2 separate regions of the Sus scrofa genome follow, and region 2 is linked to region 1. Evidence: chromatin contacts called from public Hi-C data. All regions are on one chromosome and are shown on one strand. The core of a region is the stretch at or near the end of the contact, and the rest is flanking DNA. Distances in the headings are between cores, read along the strand shown.

Region 1 (2,700 bases), core at 160-2,659:
AAGGGCTTCTAGTGGAACAAGTCCAGGCTCTGCATGTCTGGGTTGTAAGAGTTCAGCAGGCTGGCTCTACTTGTTTTTCTGCTTCCTTTTGTGGAAGTTCAGACCAGCTGACTCATAGTTACAGAGTTAGTCTCAAATCAGACCCTTAAAGAAATGATAGCAAAAGCCTTCTGTTAAGTGGCCTTTAAACTTTTCCTTTAATCTGACGATACAGTAGAGCAACCATAAAAATAAAACAAAGTGTCCCAGTAATATTTAATAAAAAACAGACTAAGATGGCTTATGTACATATAAAGTTAAGCTAAGAAAAAAAAGTCATTTGCTTATCAACTGCCATGTTATTCTTGTTAAGTAAATCTAAACCAGACACCCAAAAGGCTCAAAATATAAATGGTCTAAAACTGTTTCAAAAACTGACACCAAGGCCTTTTTATGGGGTTTAGTGGAAAAACCTAAGTGACAGTCTGACTTACCAATGGTGGGGTCATGATCTTCTGGAAATCGGTGGCTGATGAACTGCATGGTCATGGCTTTAAAACAAGAAGCGAAAGTTAAAATAAATACAAAGATGACCAACAGAAAGAACTGCAAGTATCAATATTGCAGGACAGTCTCCTACTTGGTTTTCGGGGAGGGCATCTGTTGTGAGCATTTTTCATTCTTACTTCTTTAAAATGGAAAATGTCACCTACCGCTTTTCCCTACACCGCCAGCACCTAGCATCACTAGTTTGTATTCCCGTGACAGCCCTGCAGGGCTGTTACAGCTACCAACTGGGCGAGTTCCAGAATCCATTGTCCTCTTGGAGAATCCTGGGCTGCCCGGAGGAAAAGGCACCTGGAAAGAAAGAAAATATTTAATCCAGGATGGAGACCCCGTGACGACAGTCCTAGAGCCAGTGCCCTACCCCTGCTCCCTTTCTGGCGACCCTCAGGCAACACGTAGCCTCACCTTCCCTCCAGGGCAGCTCAGACCCATGACATATCATAGATTTTCTGAATTACTACTTTTTTTCAAAAAAGAATAAAAAGAGACAAAGAAATTTGGCATTTCTTTGCAGACTGGGACGCCGGCACAGCAGGAGGGAGCCCAGTGAGAAAGTGCAGTTTGGGACTTAGGCCTCAGGGTTTCCTCTCAAGCCCGCGGTACCCGGAGGTTCAGCCCCCTCTCCATTCCCCTCGGAGGCTGCTCTCCTCCCCCGGCAGCACCTCGCGCCGCCATCAAGCCCCCCACCCTTCCGCCTCACAAGCCAACCCCTCCGCTGCTCGTACCCGTCGGAAGGTTAAGGCCACTGCCGGGTCTGATCACCCACTTCGTCCTCGGTCCTCCTCATTCGCGGCGAGGATCTGGCACTGACCTGTGACCCCTCCCGCAGCTGGGGAAGATGGCGCCAGCAGCGCCCGCGTCTCAGCAGGAGGGGCGGGGCCGCCCTCGTGACGCAGGGGACTGGCCCCGCCTCCTCCGGGGAGGACCATCTCCTGCCAGGTCCTCAAACCCCGCTCATCGCTGAAGGCCCTGGGGGAGTGCCACACTCAGCGCCCCCCTCTGCCACAAAACTATTTACACCAAAGTCAAGCAAGGAGGATGTGATAAGGGGCACACTGGAGACTTCTACAATAACAACTTGCCCAGGACCATTTATGAGAAAAACAAATTTGGCCAAATGTAATGAGGAAATGGGCACCTGCCAACCCCCCCCCCAAACAGGACCAAGGTGTTATTGCTTAGTAACAAAAAAAAGCACCTGGCTTTGACTTTACAGCAATAAATTAAGACACTATCAATTCTGTTCACCTGTATTTAGGTGGGTAACACATAGAAGTACTAGAAGGAACTTTATATGGGCAAAATTTTCTGTTGCAACTTCTGCCCATCCTTCTTCCTTTCTAAGCATGTTTTTCCAAGAATACTTATATTTCCTGGAGTTCCCGTGGTGGCTCAGTGGGAATGAACCCAACTAGCACCCATAAGGACACAGGTTCGATCCTTGACTTTGCTCAGTGGGTTAAGGATCCAGAGTTGCCGCGAACTGTGGCTCAGATTCGGCACTGCTGTGGCTGTGGTGTAGGCCGGCAACTACAGCTCCGATTCACCCCCTAGCCTGGAAACTTCCATATGCAATGGGTGCAGCCCTAAAAAGCCAAAAAAAGAAAAAGAATACTTTCACTCAGTCCTTTTAACCACATTCAATAAAGGAGGGCAAGAAAATGAAAAGGAAAAACATCCACCATAACAATCCTTTACATTTCACTTGGACTTTGCAGGGTTTACTTTGAAAAGTCATAAAACACTTGGAACTAAAAGAAAAAAATTAAAAAAACAAAAAACAACAACTTGGAACTAAATGCAAACTCTTGGGTCCAGGTATGTATTTTTCTGATGGGGGTTATAGTATGCTGTGAGCAAAAAAGTTTATGAATTTTAGTGCATGGATACGTTGTGGAAGAAAGAACAGAGAAACCACAAGCAGAATATTTATACATTTATTTATAATGAAATTATGTTCTAAATATTTACAACATATAGGAAACCAGAGGATACATTTATACAAAGCCAGCCTGCAAAGTATTCAAATGTGCAAAAATGATAGTTCAATATCTCAAACTACTCCTGGTTCAGCAGACTAGCTCCTTCACTTTCACACATCAATATTTGATACAAAAAAAGTTCTTTTGGCAAAACCTGTAATGCCAAGAAAAA
Region 2 (2,747 bases), core at 148-2,647, 130 kb before region 1:
TTTCAACACATATAATTGACAAAGGCCTTGTTTCCAGGATAAAGTACTTACTCCTACAAATGGATGAAAACAACCCAAAAGAAACATGGGCAAGAGGCCTGAGCATCCACTTCACAGAAGTATCCTGGAGTTCCCGTTGTGGCCTAGCAGTAATGAACCCGACTAGTATCCAAGAAGATTCAGGTTCAATCCCTGGTGTAGGTCAGCATCTGCAGCTCAGATTCCAACCTCAGCCTAGGAACTTCCATATGCCACAGGTGCCGCCTTAAAAAGGAAAAAAAAAAAAAAAAAGATATCTTGATGGCTGATATACAAAAAGGTGTTCTGAATATCACTAATAATCAAGAAAATTAAAACCCATATGATTAGGGCTAAAGTTTCTTTTTTTTTTTTTTTAAACCTCACCGATGCATACAGAAGTTCCTGGCCAGGGTGGGGGCTCAGCGGACTCCTAACCTACTGGGCCACAGCGGGAATTCTCTTTTAAAGGTTAGCAAGGTTATGGAACATCACCTGCAAACTCCCCTATACTGATGGTGAAAATGAAAATTAGAAAATTTAGAAAAGAATTTGGTGTTACTTCCCAAATCCAAACAGCCATCCTTATGACAGAACAATTACACTCCCAGGTATATATATATCCAATAGAAATGTGTGCTCAAGAATGTTAACTATAGCACCTAATAGCCCCAAATTGCAAACAATTCCAAAATCTATTAGCAGAGCAGATCTTTTGCGGTATATTCATACAAAGGACTATTCTGAAGCAATGAAAATGAACTACAAGTGTACAAAAAAACAATATTGAGCAAAAGGCAGACGCAAAAGAATAAGTACTCCGATTCACTTACATTAGATAGACAGACACCGCCAGTACACAGGGTGAGAAGTCAGGAAGGCTATGCCTTTTGGACCGGAAGGCGGGGAGAGTGTGTGAGGCTCTACTGGAAGTTTTCTGGCAAGGTTTTATTTTTCGCCTGAAGCACTATTAGCCAGCAGAATTCTCCTGTGAGAGAAGAGACAAAAGCCGCCAAAAGCCGGAAAGTGTAGGTAAGAGATTCTTCAGGGAACAGCGCCAGGGATCCAACAAGACCTGCAGAGATCACACGCGCGGAGGACTCTCCAGTATGGCGCAACGGACCCGGCGCCTACAATTTCCGGCCTGCGCCGTGGGGCACCGCCCCTCGACGACAAGGGTAAGCAGAACTGGTCCACACTAGGAAGAGGCGGGGCATGATGAGCGGTGTCTTTAAAGCCCAACGAATCATTTAGCCCATGGGAAAAGATGTGCTTTTGGACCAATAGGGAGCCAGGAATAAGGCCCCCGCCCACAAGCCGGCCGAGCCAATCGGCTAGGAGCAGCGAGTGGGCCGGCAGCTGCCCTGCTGCCGTGTGGAGCCGCGCGGCATGGCGGGCGGGGCCCGGGAGGTGCTCACTTTGCAGTTGGGACATTTTGCGGGTTTCGTGGGAGCGCACTGGTGGAATCAGCAGGTGAGGTCTCTGGGAGGCTGTTCAGCTGAGCCTTTCGGGGTTTCTAGCCCATCCTTCTGGCCTGTTCCTCTCGCCATCCCTGAGTCCAGTCTTTCCTCTGTGTCTCCGCAGGATGCTGCGCTGTGCAGGCCGACCGATGCTAAGGAGCCGCCAGGAGAGCTGTGTCCTGATGTCCTGTACCGTACCGGCCGGACGTTACACGGCCAAGAGACCTACACGCCGAGACTCATCCTCATGGATCTGAAGGGTGAGGCTGTGGCCGAGGTCGGGCAGTTCCCAATGTTTCCCTTCACGTGCGGAGTCTCCACCCTTCGTTGACTTCAAGATCCTCGACCCCGACTCTACTAGACTCAAGGACCAGAGATAAGGAGCCATAGGGAGAGATAACCACAGTATGCCAACACCGAGGGGGCGAAAGAACGCAAAACCCTTTTCTGTTCAAGAGCCATCTCTGGGATGGGCTACTATGCCTCTGGACATAGCGGCACTCCCGCAGGATCGCTGGATGTGGTCTTTGCCCAGGTCCCACCGCTAACAACTAAGCTGGGAAGAGAAGGACGGAATCTAGGTTCTCCAAGGCAAAAAAAAAAAAAAAAAAAAAATTTCAACACATGTATATTCAAGAAAGCTTGAAAGAGCCAAGTGCTGGAGTGATGGTGACAGCAGGTTGTCAGGTGACCAGACTAGCTGAAGGATGGGAGGGACTCGGCTTTACCTAACATTGCCTGTTATTTTTGTGCAGGTAGTCTGAGCTCCCTAAAACAAGAAGGTGGACTCTACAGAGACAAACAGCTAGATGCTGCAATAGCATGGTATTTGTGACATTTGTGATATTCTGAGAGGACCTGGAGAACTCAGGGACACTGTCACTTTGACCAATCTTCAATTTCTTTCAGGCAGGGAAAGCTCACCACACACAAAGAGGAACTCTATCCCAAGAACCCTTATCTCCAGGACCTGCTGGGTGCAGAGGTAAGGACCTCTGTCCTCAACGTTTAAACCCAGTGCTACAACCACAGTGCCTCCACTGGGACAGGAAAAAAAAAAAAAAAAAAAAGAATTTTAGTCATCTTAAAATGCCCTAAAATGGTATTTTGGGAAAAAGCCCTTTTTTCTCCTAAAGGACTATGACTATGTGAACAGAAAGGAGGCTTATGTTGTGACCAGCAAAGTGACGGGGGATAAGTCAACTTCTGCCTGAAACTAAATGTAGATTTTCTCATCCCTCCCAGGGAGTGCTGAGTAGTGATGGTATC

What was found. Hi-C and Micro-C count contacts between places; a contact is called where the count stands out from the background.
Region 2: a contact with region 1 is called in a Hi-C map of embryonic fibroblasts, with 2.0 times the contacts expected there. The contact joins the promoter of MSTO1 here to the promoter of RIT1 in region 1. A contact is called at or near these places in 1 of 5 promoter capture datasets (fetal liver), 3 of 47 Hi-C or Micro-C datasets (brain and embryonic fibroblasts) and 1 of 2 datasets of contacts at active chromatin or transcription factors (alveolar macrophages).

The regions. Positions count from the first base shown.
Region 1 is chr4:94,116,430-94,119,129 of Sscrofa11.1, reverse strand. It overlaps RIT1 (Ras like without CAAX 1), which reads right to left and starts at 1,409. Exons shown (of 6, transcript NM_001077230.2): 1 at 1,272-1,409; 2 at 693-837; 3 at 474-530. The coding sequence starts at 795. KIAA0907 (UPF0469 protein KIAA0907 homolog) reads right to left here. Exons shown (of 15, transcript XM_001928648.6): 15 at 2,468-2,700.
Region 2 is chr4:94,251,216-94,253,962 of Sscrofa11.1, reverse strand. It overlaps MSTO1 (misato 1, mitochondrial distribution and morphology regulator), which reads left to right and starts at 1,397. Exons shown (of 14, transcript NM_001244634.1): 1 at 1,397-1,491; 2 at 1,603-1,738; 3 at 2,234-2,303; 4 at 2,388-2,463; 5 at 2,724-2,747. The coding sequence starts at 1,408. It overlaps LOC100525517 (a long non-coding RNA gene), which reads right to left and starts at 1,257. Exons shown (of 4, transcript XR_303111.3): 1 at 852-1,257.